5 separate regions of the Mus musculus genome follow, and all the other regions are linked to region 4. A link is a contact called in public Hi-C and promoter capture Hi-C data. All regions are on one chromosome and are shown on one strand. The core of a region is the stretch at or near the end of the contact, and the rest is flanking DNA. Distances in the headings are between cores, read along the strand shown.

What was found. Promoter capture Hi-C pulls out the DNA fragments that hold promoters and counts their contacts. A called contact is a pair of places that touch in the nucleus more often than the background predicts.
Region 1: a promoter capture Hi-C map of hippocampal neurons shows a contact between it and region 4, with 3 times the contacts expected there. The contact joins the enhancer-like site here to the promoter of Lrrn1 in region 4. A contact is called at or near these places in 2 of 39 promoter capture datasets (hippocampal neurons and liver), 5 of 115 datasets of contacts at active chromatin or transcription factors (craniofacial prominence, embryonic forebrain, embryonic midbrain and 2 more) and 1 of 9 other capture datasets (embryonic stem cells).
Region 2: a Hi-C map of cerebellar granule neurons shows a contact between it and region 4, with 3 times the contacts expected there. The contact joins the enhancer-like site here to the promoter of Lrrn1 in region 4. A contact is called at or near these places in 2 of 39 promoter capture datasets (hippocampal neurons and pre-B cells), 3 of 484 Hi-C or Micro-C datasets (brain, cerebellar granule neurons and cerebellum) and 3 of 115 datasets of contacts at active chromatin or transcription factors (embryonic hindbrain, neural tube and stem cell-derived neural progenitor cells).
Region 3: a Hi-C map of cortical neurons shows a contact between it and region 4, with 2.9 times the contacts expected there. The contact joins the enhancer-like site here to the promoter of Lrrn1 in region 4. A contact is called at or near these places in 1 of 39 promoter capture datasets (hippocampal neurons), 3 of 484 Hi-C or Micro-C datasets (cerebral cortex and cortical neurons), 1 of 115 datasets of contacts at active chromatin or transcription factors (embryonic stem cells) and 1 of 9 other capture datasets (embryonic stem cells).
Region 5: a contact with region 4 is called in a promoter capture Hi-C map of hippocampal neurons, with 6 times the contacts expected there. The contact joins the enhancer-like site here to the promoter of Lrrn1 in region 4. A contact is called at or near these places in 3 of 39 promoter capture datasets (embryonic stem cells, hippocampal neurons and stem cell-derived epiblast-like cells), 3 of 484 Hi-C or Micro-C datasets (cerebral cortex, cortical neurons and forebrain) and 4 of 115 datasets of contacts at active chromatin or transcription factors (embryonic forebrain, neural progenitor cells, neural tube and 1 more).

What each region holds. Positions count from the first base shown.
Region 1 is chr6:107,935,109-107,939,743 of GRCm38.p6, reverse strand. No RefSeq gene overlaps it. Among named protein-coding and RNA genes, the nearest start is that of Gm35017, 120 kb to the right of the region's middle. Within about 2 kb of position 3,208, at least 7 of the 459 cell types and tissues checked have an H3K27ac peak or open chromatin away from gene starts, as enhancers often do. A contact at or near this core is called in hippocampal neurons, where this site is marked.
Region 2 is chr6:107,060,787-107,065,474 of GRCm38.p6, reverse strand. No RefSeq gene overlaps it. Among named protein-coding and RNA genes, the nearest start is that of Gm22418, 62 kb to the right of the region's middle. Within about 2 kb of position 2,409, at least 4 of the 459 cell types and tissues checked have an H3K27ac peak or open chromatin away from gene starts, as enhancers often do. A contact at or near this core is called in cerebellar granule neurons and cerebellum, where this site is marked.
Region 3 is chr6:107,220,687-107,225,101 of GRCm38.p6, reverse strand. No RefSeq gene overlaps it. Among named protein-coding and RNA genes, the nearest start is that of Gm34933, 28 kb to the right of the region's middle. Within about 2 kb of position 2,326, at least 2 of the 459 cell types and tissues checked have an H3K27ac peak or open chromatin away from gene starts, as enhancers often do. A contact at or near this core is called in cortical neurons, where this site is marked.
Region 4 is chr6:107,528,330-107,533,155 of GRCm38.p6, reverse strand. It overlaps Lrrn1 (leucine rich repeat protein 1, neuronal), which reads right to left and starts at 3,430. Exons shown (of 2, transcript NM_008516.4): 1 at 2,913-3,430.
Region 5 is chr6:107,166,219-107,170,716 of GRCm38.p6, reverse strand. No RefSeq gene overlaps it. Among named protein-coding and RNA genes, the nearest start is that of Gm34933, 26 kb to the left of the region's middle. Within about 2 kb of position 2,401, at least 8 of the 459 cell types and tissues checked have an H3K27ac peak or open chromatin away from gene starts, as enhancers often do. A contact at or near this core is called in cortical neurons and hippocampal neurons, where this site is marked.

The DNA.
Region 1 (4,635 bases), core at 1,959-4,458, 410 kb before region 4:
ACTTAAACAGAAATTTTAGTACAAACTATAAGATGTAAACGTAGATTCATTGTTATAACTGACATATTAAACATGGGTAATAAAGGCTTTACCCATATCCTGCATGATCTAATTCTCTCTTCCAATTCCTCTTCCATCAGCCTGATCTCCCAGGTTCCCTTTGCCTGTCCTTTCTGTAGGAAGCCCCTTGGCATGTGAGTGCCTTTGCTTTCTCTGCTTGATCTTTTCCAACTGTCCCCTTGGCTCCTTTAGCTCATTCTTTTGTCCTCAATAGAATCACTACTTTTTTGAAGAGGCAAATATAAATTCAGTTATTATATTTATCATGATTATCTTCACTAAAATAATGGAAATGATACAGGGTATGGAATCAACTGATGCTTGGACTAATGAGTGCAGGGAAGATGCAGACATGACTAGATCTAACTCTTATCACATTATGCTATTAGTGCATTGATTCTCTGTTCTCAATTCTCTTCAGCAGGGAACTGACTTCTCTCATGTTGCAGGGAGAAAATGAGGCATGGCTGGAGACTATTTTATATCTGTCTTTCCTGGCCTGTGCTATGGTTGGACATGGAGCCCTGAGTTTGAGGTCATTCTTCCAAAGTCGTATGGAGAATACGGAACAGGAAGGATGAAGGGAGATAAGAAAGAATGTATATAAATGGCAAAACATCTCCATTCCAGACTGTCACTTACGATGATTTCGTATTTCAGTCTGCCAAGTGCTCCTTCAGGTTGGAAATCAATTCTGTAGTGTTCATGGCTACATTCACAGTGCCTGTTGGTGCTGCATATTAGGACCTTGGTAATTACTTGTGGAGTAAATGGATTAAATAGTCAAGAACGTGAGACTGTATGAGCAGAAGTGAAATTTAAGAATGGTCATGATGATGATGGTCTCCTACTGTATTAGATTCTTCCTAAGTATTTAATTAGTTTTAGTTAATTTTCAACCATTAATTTTTTTGATGCATGCCTACCTTGGGACCTAACACATATTAGAATTTATTGAGTACTTAATAATTTCTTATAAGTGCAGATGGAGTGGATTCTCTATGTGTGGAGTTGGATAAAAGTTTCTCCAGCAGTGAAGACCATGATAGAGAGTGGTTAGACATCTCTGTGAAGTGGAGGGGGGGGTGGACATGGTGTTCTTACTCTGTTCCTGCTTCTCTACCCTGTCCAGATCTATAACAAGTCATCCATCCCACATGCTTCTAGCCTATCAGCTATCTTTGATGCATAACCGTATAGTAGGCCAAATACAACAAGCTTAGTGATGTCTACCTATTGTTATTTGACCATATTGATTTCTTCTTTTTCGATGTTCCTTGTATAGGCTTTTAATAGGTTTTGCATTTTTGAGGATTTGAACTTCGGAACTTTTCTTAAAGGCATAGGTCCTAATGAGATGCATAACCTTATGTGACCTTTCCTCTTTACTGATGTAATAACGGTCACTTAGTTGTGGATTTGATAAACTCAGTTTTTGGATACCTGAACTCTGGTCACAAGGGTTTGGGTAGCTAGTCAGCTTGATTTGCTTGCATGTGTAGCAGATGGGTCTCAGTCATGGGACCAAGAACCATCCTGTATGGTCAGGTTGTAGAGGAAAAAATTAGCACAATGATATGTGGGTAGCCTTTTGTAACATGAACACTCTTTGGTGTGTTAGTTTATGTGATACTATTAACACAGACTAAAGAGCAGAAAGTGGAGAGTTTTTTTTTCTCCAAGAACAAATTCTCAGATTCAAAGTCTTCTTTCTTTTTTATTTTCCCATTTTCATATCTTTCTATTGATACTAGCTTGATCCATGGACACTACTTGTGCACAGCCAAGTTTTGCAAGTGGAGTTTTAGTCAGAACCTTTGATTTTATGTTACAAACCCAATGCAAAGACATTTAAGAGGAAGAATAAAGAATAGCTTGGGTCAGGTGACTGGGAAGGATGATGGTGCTGACCCTGGCATTAAGGAGATAGCCACAGAACCAGGAGCTTTAAAGTCAAGGCAAACTTTACAGAGTTCTCTTTGCTCTCCTGTCCATCCTACTTGTTTGAGTTCACTCTTCTCTCGGCCCTAAGGTGTCATATTCTAGCTACCTGTCTTAGGGTTTTATTGCTGTAAAGACACTCTACAGCCACTGAAACTCTTATAAAGGAAAACATTTGCAGCTAGCTTACAGTTAAGAGGCTTAGTCTATTTGTAGGCAGACATTGTGCTGGAGAGGTAGCTGAGACGTCTAATCTGGATGCCTAGGTGTTGCTTGTAAGTTTAGAACCATGCTACTGCCTTTGCCTAGGAGCTCTGGCCCTACCTCCCTTTGTTCCTCCTGGCTTAGCTCTGCCAAGCCACAAGCACTGACCCAGCTTCTCTCTCTCTCTCTCCCCACCTTGCTGTGGGAGTCAACCACTCCACTAGCCCACTCCCCTGACCCTTGTCCCAGGAGTGGTTGTGTTATCAGCACCATCCAAGACCTTTGAATCTGCGGATAAAAAAGTCTTTGCCAGCTAGCACAATTGTTGGGCACAGAATCTCCTGCCTGGAAAGGCATGCCATCATCAATTATTATCTCCATTTGTCCTCCTGCCCTAAACTTATCTGCTAGCCTGTATCAGCTAGCCCCCGTCAACCTCCTTGGCCCCCGCTCATAGCAGAAGCTGCAGGCCCTAGCTGCCCCTGCCCAGAAGCCTTACATGACTGCTGCTTTCTTTTCATTCCAAAGCATGGCTGAAAAACCCTTTTCCCTGTGTCTGCCTTTTCCTCTTGGGACCCTGAAAGTCTCATATGCACGTTTGCTCAGCAATTGGCTCCTGGACTTCTTTATTGACAAAAACAAGAACCAATGAGGGAACCAGACCTTAGTATCAGCACCTCCCTCTACACCTATGCAGCAGGAAGAGACAATGAGCCTCTAGGCAGACTGAGAGCTTCTGAGATCTCAATAGCCACCTCTGTAGTGATGTACTTCCTCTAACAAAGCCACACCTACTCCAGCAAGACCACCTCCTAATATTGCCACTCCCTGTGAGCCTATGGGAGATATTTTCTTTCAAACCATTACACTGCCATAATGTAAAGAGCCCGACTTCTTTTCCCTAAGGCTGTTTTTTTTTTTTTTTCCTCCTACCTAGAGGATGATCAGATCAAGTGTGGTTTAGGATTCAGTGTTGGATTCCTCTTGTGCTGGGGGTGAGGTGAGTGTGTGGGTGGGCGTACATTCTGTGTAATTCTACAGAAACCCATCCTTACGTGGCATTCTTGCTGTTCTGGCTGTCAAATATTTTAAGCAGCATCCCTAGAAATGGGATATTCTGGTTAACTAGATTTGCGTTATCTTCCTCTGTGGATCCAGAGTAGGGATAATGGTGGCTATGACATTGTGTTCTATAAATGTGGGAACACAGACTAGGGAGCCAAAAATTATTGCTGTCAAAATATGCTTAAATATGAAATAGTTGAATTCAGTATAACACAGTCCCTGGTTACGGAGCTTGTTACTAAGCAGGCAGCTGCGCTTTCCGTGGCCACTTGTTAAAGGATGTTATCTTCCCCATTTATAGGTCTTTTCCTAACTAGTACCAAAACCTACCAGATTAGTTTTCAGGTGGAAAATATTATCTTCCCCAGACTGGTGGTGTGAGTGCCCCTGGCCCCTGACTCTGATTGCTGGTATCCATAGCTATTTTTTCCCTCTGGAAGATTAACTTATAGTCTCTGTACCATTTCCTTCTACACAGCAACTCCACCTTCATCACCCAGAACCTTCTATCCCCACTCAGGCTTTTTCCCTGCCTGTGACTCCCTCTGTTCTTTCTTTCTTGCTCTTGTCTTTTTGTTGTTCTCTGTTGAATTGCTCCCAACAAAGAAAAAGTGTGTGTGTGAGTGTGTGTGTATGTATGTATGTATGCTCAAGCAATGCCTGCTAAGGTGCTGATTTAAACAGATGTGGAGAGGAAGGCCCAGAGACTTGAAGGTAATAATTTGTTGTATGTCTCATAGCTGGTAGTTGGCACACAGGGAACTTTTATTCCAAAGCTCAGGTGTTTAATGATTCCCTGTTTTCTTCTCACTCTGTCTGTTCATGCCTTAACTGTCATCACCACCTTCCCAAGGCATCCTCTCAGGGACTGGGGTACGAGTGTGGTGATGTCTTAGGGATAATCTGAGAGAGGTGAAGCTAGAGGAAAATCTGGGGCTTTAATGAGGTGAAAGAGATGAGGCCCTGCCAGGAAATGGGAGCCACCTTTGTAAAGCAGCAGAATGATCCCAAAGTGCATTCTGTGTCTTACCTGCACATGTAGCTATTGGTGGACGATGCAGCATGAATAGCCCAACACACAGTCCTACAAATCTACTCAGAAAGCCACCGTTTGTCTGATACTTTATATCTAAATGGATCATCTTTATTAGCACTAACCATCAGTCCTCAATCCATAAATATCGATGCCTCCTTGTGAAAGAAGCAAATTGAGAGCCATACCTGGCCGTTTCCCTCACCATAGTTAACCCTTCTATCTGTGCATGGCATTGTGTATTTTATTTATCTCCCAGGCTGCTGCAGTGAAAGAGCACCCTGGCCACCGACTTGCTGTGAGATCCAGGGCATGTGGTTCACCATCTCTGG
Region 2 (4,688 bases), core at 1,160-3,659, 470 kb after region 4:
GAAAAATCTCATGGTTCAAGAACCAGGATTTAAAGCAGGGGTTTTTGGATACAAAGTATTTGCAATAAGAAAAATGAAGCTGATCATGGTATCTGAGTCAGGAGGGGATACAGTTGATCTGTTCCCAAGTTCATGTCAAGTCATGTTCCCACCGCCACCTGTGTAAAGAGATACATTCCTCTAGATAGGACCACTCTCACTTTGCTCCATGCCTCCTTAATGTCCTAGACTAACCTTTCTGAGAACCTAGATGTGTCCTTGTTCTCTCTCCCATCCTTTGGGGAGTGTCAGATCTACATTGCAGTCTGCAAGTCTCTCTTCACTCTCTCCTTTAACCTTCACAGGCATTTCCTCCATAAATCTCTTGCTTGATTTACCCTGTATTGATGTGTGGCTTTTGGATGGCAGAAGGCAATACACGAAGCAAGGTAATGACATGGGAGAATTTTCATGCAGCTGGTCCTTGCCACAGCACACCCTGATCCATCTTACTATATACCCAATATAATTTTTGGTCCATTAAACCACAGTTCTGCCGTGAACCCATGCAGAGACTGTCCTGAGTGGAGATGATTACACTGTAGGCAGAGGAAAGATACAGCTGAGCCGGCAGCAGCTGTTTCCAGAAGGAGATAAAAGCAGATCCCTGGGGGAAAGCCAGGACTAGAACAGTCACCCAGATGTTGAGCTAAGCTTCTGTTCCAAGCATTTCCCCCATCATGTCCATATCCTGAATCAGCAGAATAAGGGTGCTAAACATCAAAGTGTCTGTCACATGAATGAAAAATGACAAAAGCAATAACTGGGACCAGGAACTCTAACATAGCTGATGGCTATGCCAAGCAAGACTATTAAGAATCACAGCATTGGGGCCTAGCAAACACAGAAGTAGATGATCACAGTCAGCTATTGGATGGATCACAGGGCCCCCAATGGAGGAGCTAGAGAGAGTACCCAAGGAGCTAAAGAGATCTGCAACCCTATAGGTAGAACAACAATATGAACTAACCAGTACTCCCAGGAGCTCATGTCTCTAGCTGCATATGTATCAGAAGATGGCCTAGTTGGCCATCAGTGGAAAGAGAGGCCCATTGGTCTTGCAAACTTTATATGCCTCAGTACAGGGGAATGCTAGGACCAAGAAGAGGGAGTGCATGGGTAGGGGAGTGGGGGGGGGCATGGGGGACTTTTGAGATAGCATTGGAAATGTAAATGAAGAAAATACCTAATTAAAAAAAAAAGAATCACAGCATCTTATATACTACTTGCAGGGATGGTGCTCAGGGGACAACTGCCAAAGTCACCAGAGAGCTAAGTCAGACAATGTTGGCAAAGAGGACACAGGATACCTCAGACACAGCCTCTTTAGGACTGATAACCACAGCCCAAGGGGAAGAGCAATGTCCCCAGAAACTACAACCTTGACTCCTACAAGGCATCTGCCCCAGCATCACACAGACCTGGCCAAGTCTGTTCCTGGACAGGGACACAGAACTAAAGTTCCTTTTGTCCTTTTCATGGGGGCCTCTGAACATCTTAGGTTAGTCTGTCTTCTCAAGGTCTTGTTTTTCTCTGTGAGGGAAATAAAAGTGTGGTGGGGCCAGCATTAGTGGCAAAGAACCTAGATTCAAGGTTGGAGTCTGATATTTATTAGTGATAGGAAAGAAGATAACTGAAGTGAAGGAATTAAGCACTTAAGGACTGGGGATCTGAAAGGTGTCCGTGACCAAGAGCTCACTATGTGTCAGAGCTCTCAATTGGGTAGGATGGACATTCCTACAGGAATCCCAGAGGCTCTGGTGGCTGAAGCATAGTGAACTGTTTAGAGCATCGAAGGTAAGAATAGAAAGGGGCAAGACAAGCATAGGTGGGGACTGGAGCATGTATTCACATTACACTGAGAAACAGGTGTGATTTGCATTCTGGCTACTGTAACAATTGCAGATAATTACAGTCAGGTGTGAAGGAGTAAAACAAAAAGCTCTTAGTCACCACTTGCTTGCACAGATCATTTAGACTCAAGAGAAAGCAGCTAGGAAACATGAGTATGGGTGCTGAGATACAAAGCAATGACAAAGAAAGATGTTGGCGCCGCTTTGGATAAAAGGAAGTGATGGGAAGAAATGCTGTATTGGCTTAGGTGTTGGGGTCAGGTTGGGTACAGGATCAGAAAGACAAATTTCTAGAATTATAATGGGGGCAGGACTTGTTGCACTCGATGTTGTGCTGTGCCTTCAATAATATATCAAATGCTGCTCTATAAAGAGTAGACTCGAGCATAAGAAGCTAGAGGCTTGCATCCCACACACCCTCGAAAGAAGAGAAATTGTAATTTAGCTCACCTAACAGAGCTGGCAAAGAAGGAGGGAGCAGGTGTGTGCCCCTGAGCAGAAGTGATATTTTGGCAAGGGAAGACATAAAACTGGGGCTCCAGATCCATCTTGCTGACCTTGTACAATATGTTCTCCTGAGCAGAGGGGAAGAAATAAGGTCATTGGATAAAGGCCAGAGATGATGTAACAAAAAAAATCTCTTCCGATACCACTTCCACTCTTGCTGACAATGATCAGAAAGCAAATTTGAAAAGCAGAGAACTATTTCTATTTTATTGCATTCTTAAGAAAAAAAAAAAAAAACAAAACAGGCTTACCCAAGAGCCTACATCTTACCTTATGAAAGCCTACTGTGTGATACAGTTACTGTTGATTTAGGGAGCTGAGAGTTTCTTGAGACACAAATATTAATATAATCTTCACAGAAATAACTGGCCACTGATTGGTCCTAGAAGGAGAAGCTATATCATACTGTGACCGTATCTAAGGTAATTCTTGACCTGATAAGATCATAGATTTGAGCCCTGAAGTTGTCACTAACTTGATGGAAGAGTACCTTAGGGAAAAGTGTTTGATCAGGATATGGAATGTTTTATTAGGGTTTGCTTTTGTAATGTGTTTCCCACTGCTGAATGTGATGCCCTCAGTATAAAGTTGACCCAGTGACCATAGAATAGAACCACAGAGAGCTGTAAGTGAATGACAGTGTAAGGTCAGGCCTTCTTGTTCTGCCAGATGTCTGTTTCACCAAGTGTGCCCATGCCAGCCTTGAACTTAAAGTTCTCCTGCCTCATCCTTCTAAGTCTGGGAGTGTAGGTGTACACTTTGATGCTCTGCTGCTTACTATCTTAAAAAAGGACACAGCGGGATTCATGTAAATATTAGTAGCAAATACAAGCATTGGGTAAGGAATTTTGAGAGGAAGGTCATGGTTGCCTCTGCATCTGTGAATATCAGACTCCCAGCAGATTTTGGAGCTATAGTTGGCATTTTTGAAAATGTTAGTAACTATTGCTGAGGTAATTTGAATGGCAAATCTTTTCTGTAGGTTCAGGTATTTGTACACCTAGTCACTTACTTGGGGGTGATGCTTGGAGACCTTGCTGGACAAAGTATGTCACAGAGGGATGAGCCTTGAGATATAGCCTCCTATCACTTCCAGTTCACTCTCTCTGCTTTGTGGTTGTAGGTGTTATGAGCTCTCAGCTTCCTGCTCCTCACCTGCCACTTCCTGTTGTGCCTTCCCAACATGATCATCTGCACAGAACTGTAAGCCCAAATAAGCTCTTCCTTTTGTAAGTTGCTTATGGTGGTGGTATTTTAGCACAGTAGGTGCAGAGTAACTGAGAGAGTTGGTGTTTAGAATTTTTATTGCTACCTTGGCACTTATGAGATTAGCTGGGAAATACACCTTCTCAGCTTTCTTGAAAGTCACTTCTCAAGTCTGTTCTCTCTGTGAGGTTATAAACAGCGGGGATTCTCGTCATGAATTATTTATTCAGTATATCTATCCAGGTCTTGACATACTACAGATAGTATGCAGGCATGTGGATATAATGTAACGGCTGAGATAGAATATAGATGACTACAATTAAGTCAGGATTTTTTTTTCCTTGCAAGGAAATCAGAATATAGAAGTCTGTGTGTATGCACATGTGTGTGTGTGTGTGTGTGTGTGTGTGTGTGTGTGTGTGTGTATGTGTACCTGTGTACATGCAGAGGCCAGGGGGCAATGTTGAGTGTCTTTGTTGATTGCTCCCATTGAGAGAGGATCTCTTACTTAATTGTGGAACTCACTGATTGCCTATCCTGGCTGGATAGTGAGCCACTGGGATCCTCCTGTCTCTATCCCACAATGCTAGAATTACAAACCTATGCTGTCATGCCTGGCTTCTATATAGGTACTGGGAATCTAAACTCAAATGTTTTACCCACTGATCCAGCCTCTCAGAAGAGAATTTTTTAAATTATTCATAGTTTTAGCTTGGTGTAGCTCTGGTATACCTGAATTTAGGTTTCTATGGCTTAATTAAATAACATGAATCATTTAGCAGCATTGCTCCAATTCTAGTTACCACAGTATATAAACTGTGGCTGACTGTAGATTCATGGTAGCTCTTTAGTCCTTAATACAAAAAAAAAAAAAAAAAAAACATAATCAGAGAAAATCATATCACCTTCTCAAAGTCTATAGTCCTTTTGTCATTGCAGAAAGCTATCCTGGAGTATCTGATGTTCTGTTTTTCCATTTTTGTTTTGCTTTTTGTTGTTGTTGTTGTTGTTGTTGTTGTTCTTGTGTTGTTTTGTTTTATTTGAAAGATAATTAAGCATGTTGCCAAGGATCACCCTTGGCTT
Region 3 (4,415 bases), core at 1,077-3,576, 310 kb after region 4:
TATGGTAGGGCCTAAGTCTAGCAGCTTATATTTTCATAAGGAAAGGATACAGATGTGGAAACATTGAAAAAATTATGCTAATAGGGACCTGAGTGATGCTCCTGTGAGTTAGAGCATCCCAGAGATGCTGTGAACAGACAAAATCTGGGAAGAGGCAAGGACAGTTGCTTTCCTAGGGCTTTCAGTGGTAGATACATGGTCCTCATGACATCCTGATTTGGGGGAATAAATTCTGCTGTTTAGTGGTAATATGTGAAAGTGGGCCTAAGGTACCTAACCACTGTGTGTACCAGATACAAGCTTTAAGCAAACTTGAGAGGTTGACATTACATTTCTACGTGGCTGAATGAATTGTCAACTAATGTCCTTGAGCAAACCATGTACCCTTTTAGAGCCTCGGCCATCTGTAAGCTAGAGATAATGGTGACAGCTTCAGCATTGCCATAAAGATGAAGTGAGATGATGCATGAATATCTTAGCTAAATGCCAGCAAAATGCAGAAACGAGTATGCTAGCATTGGAAGATGCAATAGAAATCACAAAGTCATCCTGAGTGTTCTTCTAGTGTTACTGTCTCTTACTGTATATTAGCAGGGTAGATCTAAAAAGATCCATATGTGTAATTGATCATTCACTTTGAGTTAACTCAAGTCTCTTCCTTTTAAACTTTATGACCACCTAGCAGAGTGCTATAAACACAGCCATTTGTCACGCTAACATGTTCATAATTTCTGCCACACACTCTAATCCACTGAAATTCTGAATCTGTACTCATCCTCTTATCTCTGCTGTGTGACCCTGACATTTACCATTATTCAGATGATACTTATCTGTTCCTGACTTTTGCAGTCTGGGACCACCCAACACTAATGAGATGCTCCCTCTGGTATCTTGTAGTTTGGCACATATTGTTCTCTTTAGTTAGCTTTTAACAGCAGGTGATGGAGAAGTGCACAAGATCACTGGAGTGTGGTTGTCTGAAGACTCATGGATTAGAGAATCAGCCGGCAGCCGCTGTGAAGAGAGGTCACAGAATATGGGTGTGTGGGTTTTTAGTGTTGTTTCACTTGTTTGTTTGATTTTTAGATAATCTATGGCCAGTGTATAGTTGTAATATAAAATGTCCTGAATTCTTCAGACTTTTGTGAACTACATAAAATGGAAGACACACTATGCTGTATTCCCTGGACATCTGAGATGTCCTTTTGAAGTGTAATTTGTAGACTCTTAGAAGTGGGAATAAACTCTAAAAATCACATGTGTCAGAAATGATTAATGGAGTCTATTCTATACCCACAACCTAAAAATCAAACATACAGATAATGTAGGCTTTCTGAGTTGAGAGTCTGAATATAATGTAATATATTCCTGAGTAGACCTAACTACAGCAGTAAATAAGGTAACTGAAGTCTAGGCAGATGACTTAGTGTGCCTCAGATAGCATGAAGTATAAGAGACAACATCAAGACTAGAACTCAGATTTCATGAGTGTTAAGAGAATGTCAATAGAGAAGAAAAATAGAAGGCACTGATGTCAACAATTGCCACAGTGAGCAATGAGGAGAGGAAGTTTAAACGTTTGGTACTGAAGTGGGTGGTGATATTGTCATAAGTTGTCCTGGAAATTGTCTTGAATATTTTTAAATTTTCATTTATATACTTGTGTGTGTGTACATGTGTCTACACAGAATCACACATTTATGACATGAAGTGCTTGTGGAGGTCAGAGGACAAGCTGCAGAGCCAGTTCTCTTTAACCATGTGAGTCTAGGGGACCGAAATCAGACTGTCAGCTTAGGAGGCAGCTGCTCTTATCTACTGAGCCATCTTGACAATGCATCCTGGAAGTTCCTAAAGGAATGATTGTTAGAGATTGTACAGATCAGTAGAGAGCAACTAGAGTGCCCAAACCTATCTACAACTAAAAAAATGCCGTTTAAATGTCTATTTAACCAGAGACATGAGGATTTAGGTTATTTAGGGGAAAGACATAGAACAAAAATGGAAATTTTTCCTAATTTTGATTTTATTTCTTATAACACTTCTTGAGTGTTATTAAGCAAATAATCAGCTTATTCATGGAATAAAGAGAGTGCTGTGGTTTACATTTAAAAAGCAAACCGTTCACTGAATGGATTCCTCATTGTAAGATATTTATTTCTCTGTATATATGCATGTTTCTTGAAAATGATTGACAGATCCTGGTCTTTCTCTTTTTGATGCTGAAGTACAGATGAGGCCTTTCCAACCCAATGGAGAGTGGAAGTGGACTCCAGTCGGGATTTGGTTTCCATGGTAACTCATCAGCCATGGTTTGTTCTTTTTCTAGCTGTTTAACTGACTTAGATCTTCATCTGAATGTCGTGAAAAAGATTTGACTATTTGTAGGAGTTCTGCCCAAGTGTGAAGAATCTAAGGAATAAGAAAAGTTTGATTTCTACAGGGAAAATTGTATTAGAAACATGACATTTATTGGTGATGATATTGCCAAAGGTGCTGGATTTAGATTGGGGAGGGTGGCTGATTGTCACTTAGCTAGCAAATGCAGGGATGCCTATATGCCTTCTACTACCCAGCGACTGTCACTACCAAGACCCCCCAAAGAGAGGGTCACTAAGGGTCTCCAGCCAACCAAGAGTGTGTAATTAGAGACTGTGTCTTTAAACAGTGTGGGAGCCTTGGGAACATCATGTAGTATTGTTGTCCCTTTTCCCATGCTATACCATAGCCCCTAAACCATAGTGTCAGATTGCAGCCACCCTACCTATACTGACAAACCCATGAGAATCACTAGGGAGAGAAAGTAAAAAAGATTTGCCTTTAATGTCTACTGAAGAATTTCAGGACAGGAAAGGACAATGGGAAAGAAAAGCTTGCTAGATACACAGGTGATGAGGATTTGATTCCTTCTGACTCCCTTCTCTTGTGAAGTTACTACCTGAGCCTAAGAATCTAAAGCATGAAAGGTAAGAAGAGGGAAAATTATTGTCTACTTTCTCTTGGACCCTAAGGACAATTAACGATTGAGTCCCATTTACCGAGGGACTGATCAAATCATATTGTCCTCTGGACATGTCTATGGGATATTGTCTTGATTTCTAATTGATGTAGCAGGGCTCAGCCCACTACGGGCACCATTCCCAGAAAGGTGGTCCTGGGCTGTGTAAGAAAGGTAGCTGAGCAAGTTAGAGTGAGTCACGAAGCACAGCAGTTCTTCCATGGTGTCTGCCTCAGTTCTTGCTTCAGTCCCTGCCCAGACTTCCCTCTGTGTTAGATTATGACACAAATGCTTAAGGCAAATAAGCCTTTCTTTTGGAATTGGCTTTTCAGTAGTGTCTCAGCACAGCAACAGAAAAGAAACAAGCATGGCGACCATTGACAGATTAGTTGGTCATCCCTAGCATGAGCTCTATGCCCCCGCTGCCACTGATTCAGAGGCTACTGTAGAGCCTAGGGGGAACGGGGTCAGCACCATAGAGTACGTCTAACAAAGGATGTGCCAGATCACAAAGCCAGGCCTCAGTCCTGTCACCTACCCCAGCTGTCCCTCTCTCTAATTCTGCTGTACTTCTAGATCTTTCTTCCTGTCATTTTCCCCTCAGGATCCCTTGTTTGTTTGAATGTGCCTATTTTCTGGGCTCTGAGCCCAGCTTGGTTAAAATAGAATTATTTGTTTAACACCCTCCCAATTCTGTCTGAGATAGGGCATCCATATTCTTACTGAGACTAAATTTTTTTAATGTATGGAACAAATGAAAACTCATAATCTATAGCTTAAGGAAGCTGCTTTAATATGTATTTATTCAAGACTCTTCTTACTGTGAAGAGGTAAAATGTATCATTGAGGGGTATCCTGCTCAACTTTCATTTGCCAGGCTATGTATTTTCTCTGAGGGGTTCTTCTCTGGCCCACTTTGAGTTTTCACCTTTCCTTTGTGTTTTCTCTGTGTTGGCCCAAAGGTAGTTATAGCCATTGTGAGCATGCTACAGTTTTTTCTTTGATGGTTTTATAGAAGTTGACCCCATTCCATGCAATGACTTTTCACTATAGCGTGGATAGAAGGGACCTCCTTAAAGAGCCAGCCCTTTGCTGCTTGTTCCTCACTCTCCTTTCCCTATTGATTTAGTACCACTAGCTTCTTCCCAACACACTTACTCTACCATCCTATCGTTCTTACAGTGTATTTGTTTCTTGTCCTGTTGCTGTAATGAAAGACACTCACAAAAGCAACTCCAAGGATAAAGGTTTAGTTGGCCTCAAGGCATAAAGTGTACTATGATATAGTCTACTATGGAAGGCAATTCAAGGTAGCAACTGGTCACACTCTTTCCACAGGCAGAAAGCAGATAGGATGTGGCTGGTGGTCAGCTTCTTTTCTCCTTTTTATTAATTCTATACCCATTGGTCCTAGGTT
Region 4 (4,826 bases), core at 2,181-4,680:
TAAGCACCTTACTGCTTTTATTTACAAAGGAATGTTCACTCAGTCTTTCCTGCATGAGACTTGTGCAATAAAGATCTCGCCCAGGGAGGCCAATGGTTTGACAGTTCAAAGATGTGATATTGTGCCATCTTAGTTTGATTTCAAAACTATCCTGTGATAATTTTTACAACAAAGGGGCATGTGGGCTCAGAAAAGCCATGTCTCTCTCTCTCTCCCTCTTTCTCTCTCTCTCTCTATCACTCTCTCTCTCTTATTTTAGTCATGCCTCAATTCCATCGTGAGGACAACAACGCCAAGTTTGAAAGTCCCAGAAGAGCTCAGCACACCAATGCTACTTTCTGACTTCTGCATAGCTTCTAGACACCAAATGCACCAAGCCATAAGATAACACTTCTCACTCAGCTTGGACTCGATTCATTTTTTTTTCCAATGTGAAGTAGGTGGCTTTAAAGATAAAGGGCACTGGACAAGAGTATAATAATTATAATAACAACTTCAGAAAATATGGGAAACAGCATGCCAACTTTTGTTGTCCACTCCTATTCCCAACCAAGCCCCTCAAAGTAATATGGTCTTTCTGTAATAGTTTAATGTCTCCTTTGGTGACTATATGGAACACAGGGGCAAACACTGTTCAGTGAATACACTTCTTTTTCCCTTCAACAGTGTTTAGGACTGACAAAAGAAGAGTTTCTGGTGCTGGCTTGTCAGGGGTTAGGACTGCAAGCCTCAGATACAGCACAGGATGCCCTGCTTTTGTTCCATTGGTCTTAACACTATCAGGAGGTGAACAGCATAGCAGACTGGCTCATACTATACAAGATAGAAAGGTCCTTGCTTTGGGAGTCCATTGAATGACTTCCTCTGCTCGCTGTTCTGTAGTGAGACGTCCTCACACACAGAGCCAGGTCTGTTTCCTTTGCTGGAATTGGATGCCCATCACCTGCAGTTCTCTAACTTTAGCACCTATGGAACCCAAATGAGGTTAAATGGACAGTGATCATTCTAGTAAGATCTTCCAGATGATCAGTGACAACTACCTGTTCCTACATTACTTATCTTACAGGACAGGGAGAAAATGTTGGCCAAGGCAAAACATCATTCAAAGAAAAGGAAAAAGAACTTTAAAAGTTTCGAAGTCTGTGAAGACATCACTTCAAAGCCCTGGAAGTGGACTGATTACAGTTACCGCCTGCAGAGAAATAGGCCCTATATGTAGCCGGCACATCTACAGCCAGGTAAGAGCCAATGTAGCTTTCCATATAATACCACACTACAATTTTGGCTCGTGAATAAAGGTATCAGCAAGCCATGGAGTCCCCAAACAGAGAAACTCACACTGCGCCTTTATTCCACGTTCTTAAGGTCTATTGTTAACTGAAGACTCCTTGTCTTTTCAAATTCCTTCATGTGAATGGATGAGGCCAGACATCTGCCAGGATCCCCTTACATTTGCATGCAAATTAGAGACTTCATGACACACAGGGCCTTGGAGCCAGTAATATCACTTGGACTCCAGCTTTATACAGGTCAACGTATAAATCTTCCTGAACTTTCCACTCAAGTTCTGCCTTTTAAAAATGAAGTAATGACCATTCGTGTGTAATATTAATTGCCTAGATGGCTGTGGTAAATTGAACTACAAAACAAGATAACAGGATAGACTCAGAAGACGCTACAGGAAAAAGTCCAAGTCAGCAGTTGTTTCCTTGGCAAATTTGAATGCATCCACATTTGTTTTATTATCTGGGTCTGCGAATGAACATACTAAAGACAGGATGCGATCTAGGAGCGTTTGCCTACGTGATTCAGGCACTCGAAGGCGTTTACACTCTGATCCCTCACTCTTTGCTCAGTTGGCTTTGAGGCTATTGCTGTGGATACCGCAGACAAGGTCCCTCTGGAGCAAGTACTACTACGGAATCTTCCAGCCTGCGCATCCGTGCCTGCTGTCCTGTCCGGCAAAAGACCCAGGACGAACTTTCCAATCTACCCAGTGTGCAGGGCACCTCTTGGCTGCTAGGCTTTCGGTAGAGGGTTGGGGGCGGGGGGAGGAAGGGAGGGAACCCAGCCAGCCAAGGACTTCCCTCTGAGGTAGCGGTGACCGCAGGAACCTAGGAAGCACCGAATCAGTAGGCAGCAGCCCACACCCCTCTCCTTGCAGCACAAAGGACACTCGCTGGCAAACTTTCCTAGTCACTGACCCCAGAGCAGAATGCCTGGAAAAGATCAAGACTTCCCTGAAATTTCCACGTCTGTAGCAAGCCTCCTTAAGGGAGCTACCCCTTCTAGGCTCAAAACAGTTTTCTCCTCCTTGGACCACATAACAGTTGAGTATGTTCTCCCCAATGCTCTGACTTCAGTATCCTCAGTGTTTTGTTAATTACACTCCTTGCTCTTTATTCTTAGCATCGTAGCCTCTGCCGAGACCTTTTCCTCTCCCCACAACCTGCCACCTTTCTTTCCTTTTGACCCCATTTCCAACTCCCTGGGTCTTCTGTCTGCTCTCTTCCCAGGTCCCCAGCTTCTTTCCCCTGATCACAGCACCAAGCCTTCTCTTCTCTTTCCCCCTCTGATGGGTCCCTGAGATCCTGGGGCCTCAGCTCCAGTCACTGCCTTTTGCCCATTTCTGTCTGGCCTTTCTTCTCAACTATTGCTCTCGCTCGCCCTGCTTCATTTTGAAGGCAAGAGGGTGATCGGTAGATTCTCCTTTCCCGACTTCGTTTTTCCTCCTTGCTCGAGAAACCGCGCCCCCTTGTTCCCCTTAGCCCTGAGATCTTATCCCGAGGTTTCTCAAACGCAGTAGGGTCCGCCAAGCTGCCAAGTTTGTCTCTACTTCCTCCCTGCTGCCTCCCACACCTCCCGCTGCCTCCCACACCTCCTGCTGCGGCCCAGTTGGTCCGGGCACTTACCCTAAGGCTGGGCTGACAGGGGTGTTGGGGTGCGCACGGAGCGGGTGGTGGTGGCAGCAGCAGCCACTAGCCGGAGGATGAGGACCGGCAGAGCAGCGCCTCCACCCAGCCCGCAGCGCGCACTGGCTCCTTGGGGGACCCCCAGCAGAGCACCAAGATGCAAGGCGAGACAGCCGCGGGAGCAACAGCTGCTGCGCGGGGCTGGGCTAAATCGCGTTCTTGGGGGTCGTGGTAGAGACAGGCGGGAATAGGAAAGAGGGTAGAAGAAATGGGGTGCAGAGGGCGGGGCAGCGAAGGATCGGTCTCAAGGAAGGCGCCCGAGGCGCCTCGGAGTGCGGTGGCAAGGATGCCACTGTCTGGGAGGACGCCGCGGGCCCCGGTCCCCGCCCGACAAGCGCTGCAAACCGGGGCGCACGGCCCTCGCCTGGCTTCACGGCTTGCTGCCGGCGCCCTCCGTGCGCCCCGCTTTGTGCTCCCCGCAGCCGGCGTGCACCTGGTGTAAGCAAAAGCGGTCAGCTGATGGGCTGCGCGCCGATTGGCTGCTTAGCGGTCTCCTCCCCTCCCGCCCGACCCCCTTCCCGGCCTCCCCCTCCCGCCCTCCCGCCCGCTACGCCCGCCTAGGCGCAGTCCCGCGCTGGGGCACCATCTGTAGCCCGCCCAACAAAGGGGCAGCTCGGGCCCGCCACCCTGGGCCTGCCAGATCGCTGCAATGCCACTACAGCCGCTGCAGGGAGCAGAGAGCCACTCCTTTTTTCTTTTTTTCATTTTCTTCTTTTTTAAAAAAATAGGGACGAAAGACTGTGACTGGGAGAGGAAGGCAAGGACAGGGGAAGAACCCTTGTAGGAACGCCATAGTCTCCATGGGACTGCAATGGAGTTTTAAGTATGAGATCTGACCCATCCTTTGGAGATAGTTGGCTATGTGGTGCATACATACATACCCGCAGCTGAAATGGTTAATGCCCTTGCCGAACCCAGGGTAGTTCTGTGACCCTTAATTGCGAGGCAAAGCCACTGTGAAATTCTGGAGGCTTTCTGGAAACAATTCTGAAACTTTGAAACTGTGTAGTGTCTGTTTGGTTAGGTGTGAAACTTGTGTTCACATTAGCAGAGGATTGATTGAAAGTGCAGACTGCAGAGCGGTGTGAGGGCAAGGGTGGTGGGAGGCAGGCAAGAGTGTGGAAGGGAGGGTGGAAGTGGTTGAAGACTAGACCTGAACCAGGGTCTCAACTTCAAAGTGACAATCCAAAGCAAGGTTCAGGAAAAGCCTTTGATAAGTGCTATTGGGGGAATCAGCTTTAAGAGAGAGAGAGAGAGAGAGAGAGAGAGAGAGAGAGAGCATCAGCAACTTTGAGAAAGAGAACCTGATTTTATTTCCCCGGGATACTCAAGTCAAGAAATTCTGGGGAATTTGTGAAAGGATGGACCATGTAGAGACTGCCTTATCCAGGGATCCACCCCATAATCAGCATCCAAACGCTGACACTATTGCATACACTAGCAAGATTTTATCGAAAGGACCCAGATGTAGCTGTCTCTTGTAAGACTATGCCGGGGCCTAGCAAACACAGAAGTGGATGCCCACAGTCAGCTAATGGATGGATCACGGGGCTCCCAATGGAGGAGCTAGAGAAAGTACCCAAGGAGCTAAAGGGATCTGCAACCCTATAGGTGGATCAACATTATGAACTAACCAGTACCCCGGAGCTCTTGACTCTAGCTGCATGTGTATCAAAAGATGGCCTAGTCGGCCATCACTGGAAAGAGAGGCCCATTGGACACACAAACTTTATATGCCCCAGAACAGGGGAACGCCAGGGCCAAAAAGGGGGAGTGGGCGGGTAAGGGAGTGGGGGTGGGTATGGGGGACTTTTGGTATAGCATTGGAAATGTAAATGAGCTAAAATACCTAAT
Region 5 (4,498 bases), core at 1,152-3,651, 360 kb after region 4:
TGTGATTGAGGGTTAGAATGACTGTTCAATTGGTAAAGTGTGACCAAAACGCATGAAGAGTTGAATCTAAATATACGAAAAAAAAAAAAAAAAACAAACTTATGTAAGAAGCCAGAAATGGCTGTATGTACATGGGACCATTACCATGAGGATGGAGAACATTCATGGAAAAAGGCAAATCTCTGAGAAACTTGTTGGCCAGTGAGCCTAGTAGATTTAGTTCAGGTTCAGTGGAAGTGTCTCTTAAAAAGTAAAGGTATAAATCAATCCAGAAAAGCCATCTAATATTGGCCTTGGATTTCCACATACATACACACACATGTAACTAAATACATACATGCACACACCCATACTATCAAGTATACTCAATACACACACACACACACACACACACACACATACACACACACACACACACACACACACACACACACACACACATACACACATACACACACACTCACACACACACACACACACACACACACACACACACACACACTGATTGAAAATAGTATGGGAGCTACACTGAGAACCAAAAGTCATAGCCATACAGAAATGTTAAGCCAGAGAGGGAGTATGCACAGTGGGGAATCAGAGAAAAGAAGTAACATTTATTAAGGACACTGTGATTGATGTCAGGAAAAAAAAATTGTTTTCATGCCTTCTTGTACTCGAATTAAGCAAAATTAGGTAAATTGTTGACCTATCTGTGAAGCAAGGATTATATATACCTGCCACTGTTTAAAGAATGGAATAGTCAATCGATATCAGGTACTCTGTAGAATATCTGTCACACAGTAAGAACTCAACAAAGTTTACATAATAATAGTACTGATAATGGAGTACATGAACCTTAAAGATTGCTAAGAGTTAATCTTGAAGGAAATTGTTACTCTTGATGTAGTCCTTAACCTTAGATGAATTTGTATCCCTAAATGACAGTAGCACAGAACAGACTCTAGGAAACATACCTGATGTTTTCTAGCCCAGTCAGTAAGTCCGAAGAATCCTTAGATTTCTTGAAGCACCACATACTTCATTGATCCTGCCCAGTTTCTTCTTCCAAGAATAACATGTGTCATCATGATGACACATGCCATTATCTAAGTGGTAACTCTCTTCAAGATCACATGTTCTCAACAAGACATTGAACAAGACATTACCTCATTAAGTTCATCAACTCAAACTGGGTTTTTTAATCTTCATTCTTTCTAACGTCACTTTATTGTGTAGATGCGAATTTATCTGAGAATCCTCATATAATTTGTTAGTGAGATAAGATACATTACAACTTGTAGATAGTATGGGAAATGTTTTTTTGAGAGGGAAGTTGAACTGATAGCCTTAGTATTTAAATCCAACTGAGCTTAGTAACTTTCACTTCTAAATGTTCTGGGCAAACAACTGAGCATATTTTTATTACAGCCTCCATGCCAAATAATTACAAATTCTGAGACATCTTTGCATCTTTATATATATCCAACCAAATATCTTGGTTAATTTGTTACTGCAATATTATATAACCCCATGAAACCAAGATCAAAGTGATTTTTTTAAATTTAATTTTGCATTGGTAAGAATCTCCCTTTCGAACTTAATCTCACACATCTACATAACTAACAGTTTAACTCGTTAACCATTCATCTTGATGAGATTAGTTGCATTATCTGGAAAAAAAGCATATATTTAATTAGTGGGTCCTCAGTATTTTCAGCTACCAGGCTTTAGGACCATAGAGATAAACTCATTCTTAGGTAACTCTCTTTTTTTCTATGTTAGTCTTCAATTTTTTGAAAATCTAGTATTTGTTGGTTTTCACTTAGTCTCCAATGACCAAATCATGCTGCCCAAATATTCTTGGATGCATGGTTTTTATAGGAATGTGTTCCATGCAGCAAGGCCTACACTCTTAGAGAAAAGCTGTCTCTTTCTTCCAGCAGCTAAACGTTTCCAATGTGTCTAATGCAAGGAGCGGGATTATGGACACAACTCTCTTCTTCATGCTGGGATTTGATCTGTCTTTGACTTTCATGGAGCTTTAAAACAAATAAAACACAAATGATACAAAGTTGAGTAGATATAAAGGGAGATATTTCTGCAAAGGGTTGTAGGGAAGGAAGGTGAATATGATTTTTTAAAAGTTTTATAGGAAAAGAAAAATCACCTTCAAAGGAAAATGTCTTGCTCTGCATGTGAGAGGGACTTATACTGTGCACACTGTAAGATTTTGGATTGTTGTGCATGTTGACCATTTGATTTTATTTTCTTCTACTGCAATGGCTCTACATTTGTTCTTTGTATGTTCAAAGATTCCTTGGAAGCCAGTTAGATGTGTCTGTCAAGACAAAGGCAGCCAGATGAGTTCCAAAAGCAGTCCTTAAGAGCTAGAAGTTTTCCCTCTTCATAACTGAATGTAGATGTTATAGAACTCTGGACGTTTTTAGTCTCCCACATCAAATCAGCACCCAAGAAGGTGCAAACGAAGCTTCTAAATCTGCTGTGAATATTTGACAATTCCTATGATTATTTTTAGCAACTCTTCCCTTAGAAGGGATTTTCTTGCTTCAAATTCTTATCATCACTGGATTTTACACATTTTATAAAGTTCATTAATAGTTTACATTTGTGTTGAAGATCCTTGGCATTTATGGATTTGGCATAAGCAGTTTTGACTGTTTGCTGATGAACCTGATAGTTCATGACATGCTTTGATTTCAGATCTTGCTCAGACACATATTGCAATGGAGCACACAGACAAGCTGATGTGTGGGAGCAAGTCAATGTAGCTAATGGGTAATTCTAACTCGCTGCCTGACACCCACATCTCAATATGCTTATATTATTCTCTTCTCACTGGTTTATGATAATTCATCTGTAGCAAGTAAAACCTTTGCAGCCTTGTGAAATATGCCCTTAACTCAAACACACACACACAGACACATACACAGACACACACAGACACACACAGACACACACACACACACACACACACACACACACACACACACACTCTTCAACAAGATTGAAGAGGATAACAGACACTGTGATAATATGTACAAAGGAAAACAAAAATGAAATGTAATCCCAGAGGAATTCAGAAGGATTTTAAAAGGATTAAAAAATTTTTAGAGATGAATTCAGGGGTGGAAGATAGATTTCAACTCTCAGACTACTTCTGACTGACTTGTGAGGTTGGATACACAGCATATTATACATTATAGTATTTGTATGATTTTCCTCTTGCTTTGCTGTTTTCTGCTGCCACCATACAGAAATAAGTTAGAAAAACAATTTTGATAATATTGTCAGTTGATTATCCAATATCCATGTCTTTCACTCCAGTGTCCATATGGAACCATAATATTTTCCCTTATCCTCATGTCTGGATACCCAAAGTTGGTGGCATTTACATGAATCCTGAATATTTAGGTATGCTCAATATTTTGACATGGCAATATGACATCATCATTTACAAAATCCATTCACAAGACCCTCTCCATTGAGTTACAGGAGCAAGAGAATAAGGCAGCCACTCCACAGCTCGCGCTCGCTCTCTCTCTCTCTCTCTCTCTCTCTCTCTCTCTCTCTCTCTCTCTCTCTCTCTCTCTGTGTGTGTGTGTGTGTGTGTGTGTGTGTGTGTGTGTGTGTGTGTGTGTGTGTGCAGTAGTAGTAGTAGTAGAAGACATTAGATCCTTTTGAGCTAAAGGTGCACATCTTTGTGAGCTACCCAACATGGGACCCAGAAAGCTTACCTAGAATCTTTAGAAGCACAGCAAACACGTATCTTCTGAGATAGCTCTCTAGTCCCAACCTTGTGCTTTAGTAAACTATTATTTTGTATTGGCTTCATTCATAGCTATCCTGGGGTACATGTTGTCCATGGCCTCCAGGCTAGATATGCCTGCTGGAACATCTATATTAAAATGTCCTCACAAAATAAAAGAGAAGGGCTTAGACTCTTAAAAGGAAGAAAAGTTTGCATTTTTTTCCTCATGCCTTCTTGCCTCTTAGTTACTGGGAATCCTTTCATTCTTTCCCAAACTTTCAGTCATGTATATTAGATATCAACATGAGGGTACATGATCTGTCATGAAAAAAAAAAAGCATCTTGGAGCCCCCAAATAAACCTCCTTTAGGATGAATTCAATATTGAAGATATCAGGATGAACTATAGAAACAATTCTTTCTGGGGGTAAGAGTGGAATTGAGTCTTTTTTTTTTTTTTTGAGAATCATATGCCTACAAACTACTCTCACACTCTGCTGGTTATGTGAATATTTTTTGTATGTGCTTAAAATCTGTTTTTGAGCAAGAAGAGTACATTCTGTGTCTAGCTGGTATAATTTTTCCAACTGCAGTATGCATAGGAGGTTGGAACATTTTTTTTTTATTTCTGGACTTTGTGAACCTTAGCACATATTTGCATATTGAATCTCTATAATCGTCATCTAAATATGTCAATTTTATTAATAAACTTAACACAATTTCAACCACG